Regions from separate parts of the Mus musculus genome. Here all the other regions are linked to region 3. The links are chromatin contacts, called in public promoter capture Hi-C maps. All regions are on one chromosome and are shown on one strand. The core of a region is the stretch at or near the end of the contact, and the rest is flanking DNA. Distances in the headings are between cores, read along the strand shown.

Region 1 (4,581 bases), core at 1,098-3,597, 140 kb after region 3:
TGTTGGTTTGAGGCCTCCCTCTGTTGCCCCTAAACATGGTATCAAAATGAGTAGGCGAGAACAAAGAGTGTCGGCAGGATAGAAGTCCCTGGGCTTTTGTTATCTTATTGGGGAAGATCTAACCCATAACTTCTGTTGCATTTTAGGACTTAGGAGTGAGTCACTAGCCCAACTCACACTCAAGAAGAGAGAAAGACACACATGGTTCTGAATATCAGGAATTGAGTGACCTTCAGAGTCATGCCAGAAACTGTCTGCCAAGCACTGCTATAAGAATCTACCCTATAGGGAAAATAAAAAGCTATAACATACAATGTACTGCATCAAACTATTTTACATGAATGACACAAGAATTCTGAATAAAATAAATTGAACATTGTTAAAAACAAGGTGTTACGTAATAAATTTATTTTTCATTAAAAAAAAAAAAGAATCCACCCTATAGGAGACACAAAAGTAACTCCATAACCTTGGACAGTTCTCAGTTGCCTTTGGAGAAGAGAGAAGACCATGGGGTGATAAGGAAGTGTCATTGTCGCATGGGACAGAGGTGTGATAGAGACAGACAGCTATTGGTTTTGAAATTAGCAACTCCATTCTGCCCGGGCTGTTGCAGGAACAGTGTGAGCTTTGTGGTGGGAGGCAGAAGAGCAGTAGAAGAATGGAGAGATAAGGAAACAAAGCAGAATGTGCTTCAGCAACAGGACATAGACATAGCTTTTTGTTACTGGAGCACAGGGGCTTATGGGAATGTTGAGCAAAAACAAAGCTGCATTCCGAAGGAGACCATGTGACAGCTAAATGATTTTGACTTTGAAAATATAGAGCCTTATCAATGCTATAGTATGCTGTTGCCTACAAATAGAAACCAGCTCTCCTGAGTTGTGCCATGCAAATTATACTTCTATCATCTACACAGCTACCTTTCAGAGCATGTTTTAACATCAGCTGTATTGAAACAGAGCTAGTCTTTTTTTCCTCCTAGATCTTGTGGCTAGGAAGCACAGCGACCCAGATGCCATAGCAGGGGCAGGCAGCTATGCCCCTATCCTACTCTGTGCTTCCTAGAAGGAAAGCCCCTCCTACAATCCTTGCGTAATCCTCTGAGCATCCTCCTCTTTCATCCGAAATGCAGGAGATGGGATTGTTCTGGAAACAATCTCTGCTAGACATGAGAAATGCATTACTAATGTTTTCTTCTGTGCCTCTTGAGCTTCTTTGATTTCTCATTTCCAACTAATGTATACATGAAAAAGATGCGATTAGCTTCAACACTGACTAAACTTGCATCACTCTTGCTCTTTGTACCTTCAGCCCCACCCCCATGCTCTAAAGCCAGTTAATTCTAAGCATAAGCATTCCATTTATTCACCCCTTTCTCTGTTTCTGTCTCTGTCTCTGTGCTAAAAATGCTACAATGAAAATGATAGACTTTCTGTTTATGAATATTTTATAAGCACAGTAAAATACTTTCTACCAGCATTGTAGGCTCAATGTGCACACTATAACATTTTATCCAGACAACAAGACAACACCTCTGCATGCAAACTTGATCTTTTCTATATTACGGACTAGAGGCTGACGTTAAGTACTCTCAAGTACTCTGAATTGCATAGCTGTGTTTTATGCTAGGAACAGAAATCACATTTGTAGGTATATTAGCTGCACCACTGAATTTTACAATTTAGACACCTAAATAAGCTCATGGGCCCTCCAGTTGTGTTACACCAAGGTGTGGTAGTTCCAGGGTACAGATTCGTCTAATGTGTATCTGTAAATCCACAGAAATCATGTATGACTCTGACAAAGTTGTAGCTGGAAGAAAAATGGTGTCCATTTCACTGCAAGTAGCAATAGGAACAGATTCATTTTGTTAATACATGTGTTTTAAAAGTCTATAAAATATTTTTAAAAATTATTTTTTAAAAGGCTGCATTATCTAGATTTATAATTAATCTAGTTTTATCTGTTTGGGCAAGGCTGCTCCAGTAGTGTGTGCATGCAGAGAGCTTTTTAATTGTCCTTCCCTTCAGTCGCCATGGTCCACTCCACAATTCTTGGATATTTTTGTTAACATGAAATGGGGGATGGGTTTATTTAGCCAATGGCCACGTTTCCCTTTAGAGAAACAGCAAGCAGTCGGTAAAACAGCATTGGGTCATTTGTATATTTTCAGCCAGACAGTCAGCAGGAAGAGCAGGCCGTTGCCTTGGGAAACTGCAGACGGTTGCTTTGGCAACCGCCTTCCCACAGTGCGTTGGGGGCGTGGTCAGGGTGGCTGGGCGTGGCCTTGCCGGGCGGGCAGATAAGAGGCTGAGGGAGGCGCGGCAGGCGTGGCTCGGAGCACGGCGCAGAGGCGGGTTGGCCTCTCCTCAGACCTCTGTGAAGGCGGTTGCTTGGGGTGAGAAGCCCAGCCACTGCTCCCCGCCCTCAGAGAGCTGAGCTACCTCACAGGCGCCACCATGACAGGCGGCTTCTGCGTCCCGGTACTCCTGGCCGCCTGGCTCGCAGCGGCAGCGGCCGAGGGTCTCGAGCAGGCCGCGCTGCCGGCCGAGGAGAGCCGTGTGCAGCCCATGACCGCCTCCAACTGGACGCTGGTGATGGAGGGCGAGTGGATGCTGAAATTGTGAGTGTCCCCACCCACCCCGCACGTCGCTTCGTCCTCGCGGTGCCCGTTGTCCTAACCCGGGCTAGACCCGGGCCGCGACGTCCCTGCCTGCCAGCACCTGCGGCGGCGGGCTGCGGCCTTCGCAATGAGCATGCGCACATTGCCTGCCCTGCGCTGTCAGGCTGCGGATGAAGAAGCAAAGCCTGCATCCTTAGCCGCTTTCACCATTGCATTAGGCCAGAAGTGTTTTAGAAATGGAGGAGGCAGTTCACCAGGGGGAGGAGTCGGAAAGGGGGAAGAAAACCATAAGTCCTCAGAGGTATAGCCATATTAGAAAAGGAGCAGCTATTCAGGCATGCATACAGCTAGGTAAGGTGTGTTGAAATACACCATTGCAACAGGGAAGGAAGACCAGTTTGTGTGAAATACCACTTTTCCTTTGGAAGACCTTGAGATGTCCTTGTGGGGCAAAAGCATAAACACGGGTGGCTAAATTAAAAAAGAAATTAAATTCCGACGCCATAATTTTTAGAGGTAGGACTTTTGAGCCAGTATCATAATTGGACTGCGCCAAAGGCATAAAGGGCAATAACAAGTAGCCCCCTTTGAAGAACAGAAGTCTGTAAGTGGTGCGTAGTGCCATGCACGAAGGTTATGTGAAGCTGTCAGGACAAAGGGAAGGGATTTATGTTGATTGTAATATAAAATTAATACCAGGGAAGGGGGCAGTCATCTGAAAAGGCTCATAGACTCATGGGCATCCAGGGAAAATGAAAAAATGTCTGGGAACATAATTTATGAGACCACTTTACCATAGCTGGTGGTCTCAGGCAATACAGATTTATCACTACCATTTGGTAATTAATTTTATGTTGAGGATATAGATATTCTCAAAATTGTATTTTTTTAAAAAACTTATCCAAGGGCACATTTGGAATTCTTCAGTTCAGATTGTAAGTAGATGCCTGAAATCAGGGTAAAAAATATGTAAATTAAAGAACATAATGGGTACTTATCCCCTCAAACTAAGGCGCTATCTAGACCTCAAAATGCAGTACTCCAGTTAAATCATCAGATCAGTAAAACTATAAGGCTATGGATATGAATAACCTATTTGGATGGAAATGAGGGCCTATCTTATTTGAGAGAAATGTCTTTTTCTTTTATTTGATAGGGTATCACTATGTATTTCTGGCTAGATTGGATCTGGCTGTGTAGACCTGAGTGCCCTCCAAGTCACAGAAATCAGCCTGTCACTGCCTCTTGAATGCTAGAGTTAAAAACAGTAAGCTTTATGTTAGCACTGCCAAGCTGGCATTATTTCAGAGCTTTGAGAAACAGCTTTTGTCAGCTATTTCTATAGATATTACTGTCATTTCAAAGGTCCTTATTCAGGTGTTTATCTAGATGGTTTTCCAGTTAGACTAAGTGGTTTTATGTGAAGTGTAAAAACAGTCCCAGTGAAAAGGCCTCAGATCTGCTGCTAACTCCTTAGTGGGTCCTTTTTTTTTTTTTTTTTAAAGGAAAAGAAATAAGAACAATAAAACTGAGATGATTGTAAGTCCCACTAAGCTTCCAATTTAGTGCTAACAACTACTGTATGGTTCCTATTTTACTGTTTTAAAATGCCCCAACCTAGATAGTTATAATCCATTTCTGGGACTTGCTATGTGTCAAGCTGCATTTTGTACACACACACACACACACACACACACACACACACACACACATGTAAAATGGTTTCTTCTCTCTCTCTATTAAAGCATTTTGTCTTAAAAGAATTGGTAGGCAGGAAGTGAGGATGGAAAGGGAGGAACTTAAACTATTACAATTCAGTTTCTCTGTGGATACCAGAAACTGGTTCAGAAGAGCTACTGTGCCTCCTGTCTTTTTTTTGTTTTTTGTTTTTTTGTTTTTTTTTTTTTTAATCTGTTTTCCTGTGTTACTGGATTATATTCCTCATTCTTTAGAAA
Region 2 (4,395 bases), core at 815-3,314, 170 kb before region 3:
AATATCCCCAAGTACAGTCCCACAGCAGTAGGTGGCAGGGTGGATGCAAACAATGAAGAGCTCATATGCATCTTGCCTGGAAACTGCAAGGCGAAGAACATGGACAAAGGGGGACAAAACAGGACCGAACAGCATCCGGCATAGAGAACTTCTGTGTTGAAAATGGGTAGGCACCGTGGACATCTGTGAAGTCTCAGGAACATCAGAAGTGGAAAGTAATATGCCTAGTCCCTCACTGTGTGGTAACAATTTATTTTGAAAGTGGTGTCTATGTATTAAAAATAGCCTAATGACATATTCAAGTTCTAGAAAATTCACACTAGAGGTCCATTTTAGCATATTGTCTTTAATATTTAACATTGTGAATAGAAAAGGAAATCCAAAGAGTCCCAATTCAAGCATATAGGAATGTTAAGGTCTGCAATAGTTCTCCAAGACTGTGTCTTACAGTGAATGCCCATAAGAATTCCTTGGCCAATTGCTGAGAAAGCATTTCAGAAATTTGTAACTAGCATAAATATGTTATTCACAAGAATGGAGGCCAGACAAAAGGAAAAGCCATCCAGATATTGCTCTACCTAGGGATTCATCCAGTCGGCAGACATCAAACGCCCGACACTATTGCTGATGCTAAGAAATACTGACAGGAGCCTGGTATGGCTTCCCCTGAGAAGCTCTGCCAGCACCTGACTAAGACTGATGCAGATGCTCACAGCCAACCCTCAGACTGAACCCAAGGACCCCAGTGGGAGAGCTAGGAGAAGAACTGAAGGAGCTGAAGGGGATTGCAACCCCATAGAAAGAGCATTATCAACTAATGGGACTAGCCACAGCTCCCAGGGACTAAACCACCAACCAAACTGGAGGACTCCAGGACTCCAGCTACATATGTAATAGAGGATGGCCTTATCTAGCATCAAGAAGAAGGAAGGCCCTTGGTCCTGTGGAGGCTTGATACCCCAGTTAAAGGGAATACTAGAGCAGTGAGGCGGGATTGGGTGAATGGGTGGAAGAGCACCCTCATAGAGGCAAATGGGAAGGGGATGGAGTGGGAGGATTGTAGAGGGGATATCAGGAAGGGGGATAACAGTTGAGATGTAAACAAAGAAAATGATAAAGAAGAGGAAAGGGAAGGGAAGGGAAAGGGAAAGGGGAAGGGGAAGGGGAAGGGGAAGGGGAAGGGGAAGGGGAAGGGGAAGGGGAAGGGGAAAGGGGAAGGGAAAGGGGAAGGGGAAGGGGAAGGGGAAAGGGGAAGGGAAAGGGGAAGGGAAAGGGAAGGGAAGGGGAAGGGAAAGGGGAAGGGGAAGGGGAAGGGGAAAGGGGAAGGGAAAGGGGAAGGGAAAGGGAAGGGAAGGGGAAGGGAAAGAGGAAGGGGAAGGGGAAGGGGAAGGGAAAGGGAAAGGGGAAGGAAAGGAAAGGAAAGGAAAGGAAAGGAAAGGAAAGGAAAGGAAAGGAAAGGAAAGGAAAGGAAAGGAAAGGAAAGGAAAGGAAAAAAAAAGGAAAAAAGAACCGTGGACAGAAAATTCTAGAGCATGTTGCCAGCAAATTTACTGCTTGTTGAAGTTGTTATCCCTGCTGTCAATACAGCACCTCTCATGCTCCCTTCTTACAGGGAAGGCTTACACATAGTTAGTTCTTCCCAGCCCTTTTAAAAATCACTAATTCCCAGGAGAGTCTTTTACTAGGATTATACATTAAGAGACTTGGACTCAGGATGGAGGTCTGTTCTACTCATTTATAAGAAGAAAGTCAGAAAATACCATGATGGAAAGACTCATACTCAGCCTTTGCTGAGCTCCTGTTTTGTGTTAGATCCTGAGCTGAGTCCTTTGTAGACATTAAGTCACTCCTAGGGCCTTGGTACAGGCAAACAGAGGCCGGGAGCTGTCAGTGTACACCTATTTAGGGAGATATGTTGTAACTAGGAAGCTTCGAGGATATGTGGATCAACCAAGAAAATTACCAAATGCAGAAGAGAGTTTGTGAAGCAACAAGAGTCTAGTGTGGGTGTTCAGCAAGAGATCAAGGTGCAGGTGGTCTGAAAACCAGTCCAGGAATTAATTTTGTAATACAGCCAGCGGTGATGGTGTAACTCTTAATGGAAGGTTGGCAGAAGTTGCTGGTGGAGGAGTTCAAGCAGTAAATATGCCTGTCCTGCTGTCTGCAGAAGGACCCATTACCTTTCTAGCACCATCCCCGCCAGCCTCATCCTGGTGACCTCTCCCAACATCTTGATAAGAGACGGTGGAAGTGATCAGGACTGTGATTACAACCACTCTTATTCTCTCATGAACACCTGATGAATCTATACAGTGACACTAACATTTCAGAAAGCTGGGAGATTCTGGTAACTTTAACAGGCACATGCCCTGTGATTCAACAAGCCCATGCCTATGTAATTGCTTGAGAAAGAAGACAACACATCCACATTGGACCAGTGCTAAGATTGATAATGGCAGCTTTAGTCACACTAACCCCAAACTGCAAACAACTGAAGCATCCCTCACCAAAAGAAAGACAAGCACACTGTAGTAAAATCATATAAGGAGTGCTACATGGCAATAAAAATGAGCAATGCAACTTGGCAGTAACCAGAATGAAATTTAAGACCACTGTGTTGAGTGACAAACAAAAACGATGACCAAGACATTGATTCAACTCGGTTGACAAGCGAGAACACCCAGATGCTGGGTAGGTCACGGATCTTCACTCTTTCTAGGTGTCTTCTAAGTGGAGGGCTGAGAGGTGCTGAATGCAGAGGCACACAAGAATTTTCTGGAAGGCTGAAAATGTTCTGTGAGGAGCTACATTACAGTTACACAGCTGTATGCTACTGTTCACATTCACTGAATGATACATTTGAGATGTGCACATTCATTTAGATAAGTTATATCAAGCAGAGCCACTAGCATACAAGAAAAGACTCAATTCTTTTCTGACAACTGGGTAAAAACAATGCAAACCCAGCTCTCTTTATCAGAGACTTCTAAGTTAGTTATCCCTGTCCCAGATGGTCATCTCCTTTCATACATCACAAAACATAGAATTACTCAACAGGTTCTGCACTTTCTACTTTAGAATTCTCCCGGAGTCAGACCACTGTAGTACTTCATTCTTGTAAGACAGTACAGTATTAATAAAAGAATGTATACTACTAACTTAGCAAAATTATTAGGATGGTACAGTACTGCTGACAGAATACAGACCTATGGAGAAAAGCAACAGTACTTGAAATTTCTTTATGAGTGAACCCATAAGTAATTAACATACCTTTCAGGTATAAGCATGTGTTCAGCTATATGAGAACCATGGATGTTCATTGACTGTCAGGACATGACAGATTTAAGCATGTGGAAAATAGAAAACCTGCATCATAACTTTTAGACCTACAAATCCCTGGGAAGTTTGGCCACGTCTCTCAATCCTGAACCCTCCAGTATCCATAGCTGTCTTCTCAGAAAACACAGTTGCTCTCAGGAACCTTCTTGGCACTAGCCATTCCTCATTGCTCAGCCTCCTGTCCAACTTCCAGCAAGAGACACAGTCTGCGGGAATGGGAAGACCTTGCTGGGAGAAGAATATGACCTCAGGATGCACTGAACTCACTCTTTCTCACTAAATGTACCCCTTTACATTCTCCTATAGCAAAAAGTTTCAAAGACTTACTTGAAGTTTGTCTTGTAAAAGGAATTGCTTATCTCAATTGCCCCCACTCCTAATCCTGGGAAGTATGGAGGGTCTTGAGCATCAGGTAAACCTGGCAAACGAACTTCACTCAAGTCAGTATAGAAACAGCATTTGGGAGCAAGAGAAAAGTCTTCATTTATACAATTCTCATGTGCATCTTACAAGGACTATTTTTAAGTAAGAGCAATTTGTTTATTCCAAGAGATGGCATGTGATTTCATGTTATACAGTGGGCGTGACACATATGTTCTCAAAGGTTAACATTTTTGATTAAAAAAAAAATCCTGTTAACCACCATTGACTTCTCAAGACAATACAATGGAAAACCCATTTTCTATACCAACTTTAAAAGAGAATCTTATTTTGCACCTATGATTTCCAGAAAATTGTCCCAATACAGCTTTAAGAGTTGAGACTCCCAACTGAAATGAGGGAGGAGGTTAAGGAGACAGGTTAGTCAGAAAGTGCTTGCCTTGCAAGGCCTGAGTGTGAGTCCTAGAACTCACTTTAAAAAAACTGCTAGGGGTGAGCAGAGAGATGACCCAGAGGTTAAGAGCACTGATTCCTCTTCCAGAGAGCTCAGAACAACAGGACAGCGCAGAATCTTCTTTAACTGCAGTTCCAGGGGATCCAGGACCCTCTTCTGACCTCCACAGGCAGCAGGTACGCACATGATACACAGACATGAGCACAGGCAAAACACCAAAG
Region 3 (4,650 bases), core at 145-2,644:
TGAGTGGTTCTTATCAAACCCATTGGATGACACCCAGGAAGCCACATCGATAGGGTAATGTGCATTCCATTGGAGGTTTCTGTCAGAAGCCTTCAAGTGTTCTGAAGGTAACTAGGGTGGAGGGAAGGGAGAGGTCATAGGAAGTCCTGGAGCCGGCCAGGATCTCTCCTATACAGCAACGGGTGCAAGTAAACCGGAGGGTGAAGTTGTGGGTCTATTTCAAAGTGAAGACCTAAGCAAGCTTGTTTTTCAAAACCTGGCCCTGTCTCTAAGTCCATCCTGCGCTCCTCGGCCCCAACAGCTACTAGTTTGCTCACCAATCCGTTTCTGGTGTGCACCAACAGCCCTTTCTAAGGCCCCTCACTCTGCAGTCAGGCGCTAAAGTTTGGCATCAACGACCACCTGTCGGCTGTACTGCTGTGTCCTCTGCTGCTTGGCCAGCATTTTAAAAAAATGCTCAAGGGTTAGCAGTAACTGCAAGGTTTGGGACCTGGATAGTAGCTAGTACTTCTTGAAAGAGGGCAAAGGAGGTAATAGGATGCCTTAGCTAGCTGAGGTGGTGGGGGATGCATCTAGTACTCTCCAGCGCTATCCAGCTGCTTCTAACTTCATGCTCTTTTCAAACTCTCAGGACCTGTCACTGGGTAAAACATGTCCCTTCGGTTCCACTGGCCCCAAAGACTTAAGTCCCTCAGGAGGTGCTGGCCAGACCCAGCAAAGATGTCAACTCTAAACCCCCTAGGAGGAGGAGAGCGCGCGGAAAGCTGCCACCCTCTACCACCCACCCAGGCATCTGGCAACCTGTGCGCCCTAGGCTGCCCGCTCCCGCTCCAGCGCCCCATTGCATAACGCGCCCCTCGCCCCACCCCCACGCAGCCCGCCCTAGGGTGCCCGGTCCGCACCCCACTGCGCCGCCCCTCACTTACATCATCCCACTTGACGAATTTGGTGCCCTTCTTGAGGCTGTCGGACACGCACACGGGCTTGAGTTGCAAGGCGTGCACTCCGGGCTGAGCCCCAGCCATCTGGGCTCATCGGGGCTCCGGGCGGCCCGGGCGAGCGCAGTGGAGACGGGACGCGGAGCTCCGGGCGCGAGCGGGCTTGGCTCTCGATTCACCAGGCTCTGGGCTTCGCTGCCCGCCGGCCTCCGGCCTCTTGGCCTCCGCACCTCTGGCCCGCGCCGCTTAGTAAGCGGGACGACACGCGAGGGTACAGCAGCCTGCCATGCCCCGGGCGGGACGCAGGATCTGGAGCCCGCGGTGACTGTAGAGCCTCGGGAGACGCGGAGGAGCAGAGCCGGGCAGTGCGAGTCGCCCGCCGCTGGATCCTGCTCGGCCGCCGCCTGGAAGCGCACCATTCAGCACATCCTCTGTGCACAGAGGGAGCGCGCGAGTGACACGCTCCGGTCCCCTCCTCCCTCCGCTCCTCCCGCCCCTGCTCCGCCACCCTCGCTCGCGGTCCTCCTCCCCCAGCTCCCTGCCCAACTTTGCGCGCTGGGTCAGCAACGGGAAGCGGGGACGCAGCGGCACCTCCCGGCTCCCGGGCCCCACTGCAGCCGACGCCTGCGCCGCACACCCTCTGAGCATGCCCGGTGCCCCTAGCCAAGGCTGGCGTTTGGGGGGCTTTCTGGGAAAGATATGGTTAGTGGTTAATCAGATCCTAACCAGTATGTAAAGAAGAACATTGAGGCAGAACGGGGAGAGAGCCCTAGGCTTTCTTTCTCTCTGGTGCTTTCCGGCCTTTTCAAAGAAAGGGTTCTTATTTTGTATAGAGAAGCACTTGAGAGGTTTAGCTCAAGAACTCCAGAGAAAACTTGTCCTGCCAGAAAGTTTGAAGCCTATAACCTAGATGGCCCACAAACAGTGTTTAGGAAATAAAAAGCTCGGGGAGGGGGGCAGCAAAGCTTTTATTCCTTAGAAAGATGAAAGGAGTGGGGCCCAGGGCCTGGGACAGGGTGGGAGTCATATAGAATCATAGGTATAGGGATGTCATCTTCACTCACAAGGTTCATACTGTCGAGTGTTTTAGAGGTTGTAGAGCATCTAGAATCTCCGTCCATCACAAAGGTGGAGGGTGGGGTATAAAGTGGCAAGTATACTTCAGAAAATAACCACTAATAAAGTTAAAGATTTGTGTATCACACAATCCAAAACTTCTGCTCCTAGATGTTTGCTCAAGAGAAAGGAAACCATACCCAAAGGAAACTTGTCCAGCAATGGTAAAGGCAACTGAAACTTGTAAACGTCAAACAATAGGTGACTAAAAAAACAAAGTTTAGTTAAGTTTCTAAGTTCCCCAAACTATTCCATGATGAGAAGGGACAGAGACTCCAGAACATATCCATGATCACACAAAGTTTAAGCCAAACAAGAGCGTGCAACAAGATGCCCTCTGCAGGGTCTGTAGAAATAATCCAGGTATTCTGTGGTGACAGAAAGTAGATCGAACAGGTACCTGTGGCCAGTAGCGAGCAAAATTTGGCATCAAGGGGAACCTTTGAGAATGATGGGAAGATTCTGTACCGGCGTATTTACATTTGACAAACCTTGTACGACTAGACACATAAAATGAGTGAATTTTATTCTAATAAACACTGCCCTAAAGGTTGGTTTTGGAAAAGAAGAAGCAGTATGAAGAAGAGACTCCAGTAAAATGGTTTTAGACGGTCAAGGCACTTGCCAGCAAGCCTAATGGCCAGAGTTTCATCCTCAAACTCCACATGGTAGAAGGATAGAACTGACTCCTCAAAGTTGCCCTCTGACCTACACACCTACACCTTGGTACACTAGGACATGCACACACACACACACACACACACACACAGAGAGAGAGAGAGAGAGAGAGAGAGAGAGAGAGAAGAGAAAGATGGCTTTCAATCTTTTTTCTTTGTGTACTTGGTTTTCAAGTTCTAGTGCTGCAATGAAACACCATGACCAAAAAGCAAATTGGGAAGAGCAGGACTTATTTGGCTTACATGCATCATTGCAGGAAGTCAGGACAGGGCCAGAAACTGGAGCGAGTTGCTGATGCAGAGGCCATGAAGGAGTGCTGCTTACTGGCTTGCTTCGTCATGGCTTGCACAACCTGCTTTCTTATAGTCCTCAGGGATATCACCATCCATAATGGGCTGGGACCTCCCCCATTGATCACTAATTGAAAAAAATAATCCCTTATAACTGGAGCTCATGAAGACATTTCCTCAATGGAGGCTCCTTTCTGATAACTCTAGCTTGTGTCAAGTTGACACATAAAACCAGCCAGTACACCAGGTCGCTGTGGGCCAAACTTTATAAACTCAGCCAAAAGACTACTAAATAGAAATAATCTAAGGGTGAATCCCAGTGGTTTACCTGATATGTATAGAATTCTGGTATAAATCCCAAATGTTACCTAAATATACATTCATAGATCAACAGACAGATGATAGATTATCAATAGATAAGATAAGAAAACCAGCCATATTCTTGGAACTATCATAATTAATGAGTTTGGACTCCTGTTATCTTTGGAGGCCTTGTCTTGATCTTGGAGCAACTTCACACACATACTGACACACACACACACACACACACACACACAGAGAGAGAGAGAGAGAGAGAGAGAGAGAGAGAGAGAGAGAGAGAGAGAGAGAGAGGTGGGGCGACATTAAAAGACTGCCTTGTTTCATTCTGGTCCTGCAATACCAAAGTACATGATGAATCTGATGGCCATAGTACTTCCAAGTAGTGGCTTTGACTCACTAGCTACCTCACAGAAGGCAATGGCCTCAGACTGATCCACATTTATCTTTATCTTCAATGACTGTAATAAGTCTCTTCTTCCAAGGCTCCAGACCATCTCAATTATCCTTACTGCACGCCCTATCAGGTTGTTCTGTTCTGCTCTGGTCTTTCCTTTTCTTGTTTTTTCCTCAATTATTTCATCATCCACTGAAATAATTATTGAGCAGAAAGCTTTAGTTGGAGTACCTTAGAGAGTCAAGATAGACTGGGGCTGCTCCCTAAAAGGTACTATAGAGAAACCTTAGGCCGAGTCACCAGCTGAACGATTCCCAGTCACTCCATAATGGAATCCGTCTTATCCATCAGCATCTCTACCCTTTTTATCTTCAAAGCAAATCCTAAATTGTTTAGTTGGCAACCATGCTTAGTGATGAATTATGGAACTAATTACAATCATTCCATTTTCCTACACTGACCTTTGCCTGTGACTGCTTGAGAGGGTACATAAGGGAGTCAAATCTAACGAATAAGGTGAAGGTTGGGTACTTCAGGGCGAAATCTCTCATATTTATACCCCTTCTCATTCCTCCTCCTTCCCCCTTGCTTTCCATCTCCCCCCTCCTTAGTTTCTCTCCACTGAATATAACAATATAAAAACAAGAAAGAAGAAAATAGGAAAGAAATGAAAAGAAAAGAAAAATAATTTTCTTCCTGGACTCTATAAGGCTCTAAACCAATTTTAGATTTTATGATACTTGTCATAATACATATCTTCATAAGTTCAAATTTATTTTTACTCTTAGCTGATATGCCATATAAAATAATTAACCCTTTGTAGTGGTTAGTTTTAACAATCAACATAGCCTAGAATCACTTGGACAGACAGTCTCCACTGAGTAATTATCTCCATCAGGTTAGCCTGTAGGCA

Evidence for each region. Promoter capture Hi-C pulls out the DNA fragments that hold promoters and counts their contacts. Capture Hi-C pulls out chosen DNA fragments and counts their contacts.
Region 1: a contact with region 3 is called in a promoter capture Hi-C map of adipose tissue. The contact joins the promoter of Tmx4 here to the promoter of Plcb1 in region 3. A contact is called at or near these places in 2 of 39 promoter capture datasets (hippocampal neurons and macrophages), 5 of 484 Hi-C or Micro-C datasets (cortical neurons, embryonic stem cells and nephron progenitors), 1 of 115 datasets of contacts at active chromatin or transcription factors (forebrain) and 3 of 9 other capture datasets (adipose tissue, liver and pancreatic islet).
Region 2: a contact with region 3 is called in a promoter capture Hi-C map of liver. The contact joins the enhancer-like site here to the promoter of Plcb1 in region 3. A contact is called at or near these places in 3 of 39 promoter capture datasets (the 3T3-L1 cell line, 3T3-L1-derived adipocytes and liver), 4 of 484 Hi-C or Micro-C datasets (the N1E-115 cell line and uterus), 7 of 115 datasets of contacts at active chromatin or transcription factors (astrocytes, craniofacial prominence, embryonic limb bud and 4 more) and 3 of 9 other capture datasets (adipose tissue, liver and pancreatic islet).

What each region holds. Positions count from the first base shown.
Region 1 is chr2:134,641,887-134,646,467 of GRCm38.p6, reverse strand. It overlaps Tmx4 (thioredoxin-related transmembrane protein 4), which reads left to right and starts at 2,347. Exons shown (of 8, transcript NM_029148.1): 1 at 2,347-2,626. The coding sequence starts at 2,463.
Region 2 is chr2:134,954,265-134,958,659 of GRCm38.p6, reverse strand. All of the region lies in intron 2 of Plcb1 (phospholipase C, beta 1), which reads right to left. Among named protein-coding and RNA genes, the nearest start is that of Gm39941, 39 kb to the right of the region's middle. Within about 2 kb of position 2,064, at least 2 of the 459 cell types and tissues checked have an H3K27ac peak or open chromatin away from gene starts, as enhancers often do. A contact at or near this core is called in liver, where this site is marked.
Region 3 is chr2:134,782,908-134,787,557 of GRCm38.p6, reverse strand. It overlaps Plcb1 (phospholipase C, beta 1), which reads right to left and starts at 1,394. Exons shown (of 32, transcript NM_001145830.1): 1 at 927-1,394. The coding sequence starts at 1,025.